Linked DNA regions of Gossypium hirsutum: region 1 is linked to region 2. The links are chromatin contacts, called in public Hi-C maps. All regions are on one chromosome and are shown on one strand. Each heading gives the region's core, a stretch centred on a gene start, on an enhancer-like site or on the middle of the called end of the contact. The rest is flanking DNA. Distances are from core to core; before and after follow the strand shown.

Region 1 (2,700 bases), core at 47-2,546, 220 kb after region 2:
TTCTGCAAAAAATAAATGAAGCCTCGGAAAATGGCGACTTTATAATAGCAATGCAAGAATTCCAAACACTTTGAGGGAAAAAGAAGTTGGTGTTTTCGTATCTACTTCCATGTTCATGAATTAATTATTAATAAAAAACATTTTCAGATTGCTAACCAAAAATATCAAGTTTAAAATATTAATTTGACTTCTAAAAAGAAGTAAAGAAACAAAAAAGTCGGTGCTCTTTTTTTTTTTTTAAAGAAAACAAAAGTGCATGAGCGAAGCTCCCTCGTAAGGGAAAATCTAAAACATGAATTATATTATTTTAAAAGAAAATGACGCGATTACTTTGCACTTTGCACATGATCATTCTGCACTGTTTAAGCTAAAGATCCTTACACCACGCTTACAACACATGAGTTTTTGCCCAGATTATACGCCATTAAACTATAGAATCTCAACAACTGTCTTCATCCTCAACAACAAAAAGAGTAAACAAAAGAATATTGCTTGTAAAGTAATAAAAGAACAAAGAAAAGCTTTAACCGCTTAATCTCCAAATAAATAACTCAGTGCACACAGAAAAAAGAACAATGTAAAATTGCTAATTAATTCCCTCAGTTTTCTCGGCAGCCAAACAGAGGTTAAAGTAACGATAGTTACATGAAAAATTCTATTTAACATTAAGAAATAAATTCACCACTAAATGCGCGCAACAGATTAGAAAAAAAAAACTGAAGAAAATGAAGGTAAGGCCAATATTAGTTCTCTCGAGCTTCTCATTGAAATGCCGCCATTCACCAAAAGAAAATCAAAACTAATGATAAAAACAAATTTGAAATTCACCTGCTCTGAAATGCGAGCTGAAAGTGAGACGTCTTAAAACTTGAAACGTTTCAGAAAGAAATGGCAAGCTCGCTCCCTCGATCCGTCTACATAAAATTAACTTGGCATTTGCAACGCATTAAAGTTTCTGAGAAAAGTAAAAGAGAGGAGTTAATGAGTAATTGCCTTATTGCAGGTTAAAGGCAATGCACGGTAATCGAGGACAGAGTGATACAGGAAGAAGAAAACAACAATGCAGCCATTTGATAAAGAACAAGAAGAAAAAAAAAGAGCAAGTAGACGTCGTTTTCGATTCTGATTCGTCGTTTTTGACTCTTTTTAAGATTTTCAATTGGGACTGATCATACGCACGAAAAAATAAAACATATCAAAACTTCTAACATTATATTAATACCAAAATTTTTAACTTTATCGAAACTTCTAACATTTTAATTAGAAATTTTTATATTTTCTTTTTTACGATAAGATTTTCGTAAGGCCTGCGTTCTTCGTTGGGTACATCTTATATCTTGTGGTAGTGATACCAACCAGATCTTTACCACTGGCTGTACTATATTTGGAGGATTTCTTTTCGTGCCCAATATTTTTTTAAAATTTACAAATATTTATTTTAATAAACTAAATTTTATATTGTCAATTAAATATATCGCAATTGAAAATTTATTAAAACATATTTACTTTTATTAAGTAATAAATATTAATACAAAAGTTTTTTTTATTTTTTTATTTTTTTATTTTTTTAATGAAATAATACAATAATATATAATCTCCAGATATAAAATTTTAAGCTTTTTAATTTATCTGCATGTGGCTTGGTTTTAATATAAATCTTTTATAAATATATTTTATGGGCTTTTTTTTCTTTTTAATTTGTGAATCTATTTTTTAGGAATTTTTGTTGTATGAATAGAGGATAATGTATATTGTTGTTGAAACTCAACCGGTTAAAAATAATTTCTCGTAGAAAATCTCAGAAAATGAGTGACTCTTCGTCGGCTTCTTAATCTGTTTCTATTTTAAGAGTATTATAGAATAATAAATTATTTCACGAGTCAATTTAGACCTGTGTTGTTTTAAATTTTATATTTTTTTGTTGTTTTATATTGTTTAATAAATATTTACTTTTAGAAGTGTTTGTTTGTTCTTTTAATACTTTTTTTGTCTTGCTTTTTTAAATGATTTTAGAGATGGTTTTGTCACCGTCTTAGTCAATTTTATGAATGATCAATTCTTTTATCGATTTTTGTCCATCGCTTTAAATGATTCAAGACTGATTTTCTTATCGTATTAAGTACTTACAATCACTCCAGATACGTCGTGCTTGAGTTATGATAAAATCAATCGTTAACATGACATAATATTTTATTAATACTAAGGTTGAAACATTTATTGTGTTAACAAAATCTATTTTTTACGAGTAATTATTTATTTTTTCCACAAATTACATCATCTTATTTTTGGAATAAATTAATAAATTTTCCTTTAAAAAATTTAAACATTAAATTGGCTTCTTGTTTTTAGTATACTCACCTAATGCTAATTGTTGGCCGGCAAATGGAAGTGCTTTCATCTCTTTTGTAGAAAATTTTAGGTAGATTATATCTTTTATTATTTATAGAATATCAAACATATTTTATATATTATTCGACAGGAGATAAAATGTTATGTTTGAACTTGTATTAATTAAGCATTTGATAAGAGTTTTAATTATTATTTATTTAAATTAAGTCAAAATATCAAACATATTACTTTCGAAAATAAAAATATAATTAAGTATAAAATTTATATTTACAAAAAGCAATTTAGCATTTTAAAAAAATGCTATCACTAATTATAACCATCAACTATAAAAATATAAAAACATGACATAAT
Region 2 (2,700 bases), core at 143-2,642:
CAATAAGGAAACATACAGAAGGAACACTGATTGAGCAAAGATCAGTCCAATTTTCCAAGTAAGACATCCATCCCAAATGGATTAAAACTAACATAGGGCTCAAATATATTGTAACCAATAATCAAATTATTCAACTAACATAAGCTCTCCCTTTTCCACATAGATAATGTTTAATCGTGAATCCATATATAGGCACATCCTGAGAACCTTCAGTCACACTTAATAATGCTTTCTTAATGATTTGATCCTCACACGCCAGAATCTTTCATTTGATAGGCTTATATGGTTCTAACACAATAGCACGATCTTAAACAAGTCTTAACAGGAAAATTAGTAATATAGACATGAACCATCCATAAAACAGCATTTGGCACTGGAAAATGATGATTAGGGACTATCTAAAAGAATGGAAATGGACCTTTCTAAGCTCATCCTAGAGCTTGTAAAAACTAGCATTATGAGGACCATGAGCATTATGGCAAAGCTCGTGAAGCATTGTATCAAGAACTTGATCGAAGGGATGAAAATCCCAATCCCGATTCGGTCTTCATAACCTTAACTTTATGTGGATGCCAGCTCCCACATTTAGTCCAAACAAAGCTGGATTATTCGGACTATCAATATGAAAAAAAAATCAAAACTAAATTCAGTATAATTTTTGAAAGTCAAGCCAAAGTAACTCCTAGTATGATAACTCAAAGCATGCAAACACTTCACAATTCTTTCAATGCATTATTTTCCTTCGGCATCATGCTTCAGCATTGATAAAACACATCTCAATGCCATAAAAGAAAAGCGCTTGAATTTCAGTAGTATAACCGTAAATACCCATTCTTCCATCAATCATAATTGAAGAAAAAGAATTCAGCACAATTGAAGAAAAAAATCATTTTCTCTAACAGAATAAAAGATACAAAAATGAATAAAATTGATAAAGATACCAGAATTTTGAGAGGAGCTTGACCCTCCATTTATGCTTACACATAATGGGTTGAACTTGTTTGGCTATTTTCTTTAAGATTTTTTTTTTGGCTTCTTCTTCTCCAGGTTTCCTCTTCAATGCTTTGATTTCCCAGACCTTGTGCAAATCCCCCAAATTCATTTTCCTTTTTCAGATAATTTTGGGAAATATCAAAACCCTAATTCAAATTCCTAAAAGGTTAAAACTTTAGGGATGAATATGGTTAAGAAGGCTGGAAGGAAATGGGAAAAAGAACGAAAAGAGAAGAGGCTTCAGACGTGAGGAAGGGAGAAGGGTAAAATTGAAACTGAGACACTCTGAATGGCTATTCTGTGGGTAAGGCGCCGAATGCTATTCAGTGTGTTTAGTGGGAATAGAGGCTGAATTGAATAAGGCTGTAATGACATTACAGCCAACCAAACATTGGTTTGGTGGTGGGCTCATTGAATTGGGCTGTAATCTATTTCTATTACACTCAACCAAACATAATGTTAGATTTTATATGAAAATCCTTTCGGGAAAAAATAACGGGCAGAAGAGAAAAAAATTCACTAATGTTGAAAATTGAATAATGTAAGAGGAGTTTCGACTATATCTATTTAAAGGTTGAAAAACCTTATTCTAATCAATATCAAATAGAAGAAGCGTAGTTCTATATTGATTCTACTTGTGCAATCAATGTCAAATAAAAGAAGAGTAATTCTAGATGGATTCTACTTGTGTAGCCTGGTCCGTACCATGGTGCACCCTCAGTGCGAGGAACTATTATGCTACGGCCTTAAGCCCACCACAGATCTCCTAGTTTTACCACTGTATTATTTCTTTAACAGGAATTTGTGTCACACAACTCTAACATCATGGACTCTTCTACTTGCATGTCTACCCCAAATAGAGTGTTTGGGGCTACTTAAATTATGGGTTTTTCAAGTCGGACCCTGAATCAAGTTATTTTTATTACAATTATATAACATCCTTAGATAAGCTATGGAATTATGAACTAACACTAGGGCCATGTTTGGTTCAATGTAAAGGTGTCTAGCTATTACAACTCTATTCCGTGGGCCTACCATAAACAACTGTTTGGTTCAAGGGGATGCCTTATTACGAGCTTATTCCATTACGGGCCTATGCAATGAAATTGCCTAATTTCTATTATGTTTCCTCACCACTGATTACTGAATCGGTGCTTAAGGAGACTATCACCACAAAAACGCTCCCTACTTTGCCCTCTCCCACTGTCTCACCTTAAAAGACAGTCACCTTCATCGCAACGTTAGGTAAAACATTTTCTTCCTCCGTTCCTTCCATTTTCCTCTCTTCCAATTTTTTTGCACTCTTTTTCTGTATTCTTTTTCTTTTCTCAATAGAGTTTTTCTTTTCCTCTCTTCCTTTTCTTTTGCTTGATCTATAAAATTCCATCGACTGTTGGAAAGAGCAAGAGAGGAAAATTAAACCAAAGGTTCTAATTCTTAATTTTATTTGAAAAATCATTTAAATCTCGGTTTTGTTTTCTTATCTACTAATTATTTTGATCGATTTTTGTTTTAGATAAAATGATTATTAGCAATAAAGGACGACAATGAAGAACTGTGAAAGAGTCGCTAGCTTAGCTTTAGCAGGTTTACTTTTCTTGTTCTTTTTGATTGATTATTAGTTCATTTTAGTTTATTATTTAAATTTGTTTTTGTTTTGAACCTTTTTTTGGACAATTTATATTCAATTTCGTTATTCAGATGTTG

Evidence for each region. A called contact is a pair of places that touch in the nucleus more often than the background predicts.
Region 1: a contact with region 2 is called in a Hi-C map of leaf, with 2.5 times the contacts expected there. The contact joins the promoter of LOC107962970 here to the promoter of LOC107926904 in region 2. A contact is called at or near these places in 2 of 34 Hi-C or Micro-C datasets (both in leaf).

What each region holds. Positions count from the first base shown.
Region 1 is chrA08:118,292,814-118,295,513 of Gossypium_hirsutum_v2.1, forward strand. It overlaps LOC107962970 (FT-interacting protein 3), which reads right to left and starts at 1,297. Exons shown (of 2, transcript XM_041074909.1): 1 at 829-1,297.
Region 2 is chrA08:118,072,632-118,075,331 of Gossypium_hirsutum_v2.1, forward strand. LOC107926904 reads right to left here and starts at 1,393. Exons shown (of 3, transcript XM_016857851.2): 1 at 942-1,393. The coding sequence starts at 1,102. LOC107926910 (a long non-coding RNA gene) reads left to right here and starts at 2,082. Exons shown (of 5, transcript XR_001692340.2): 1 at 2,082-2,238; 2 at 2,395-2,420; 3 at 2,510-2,580.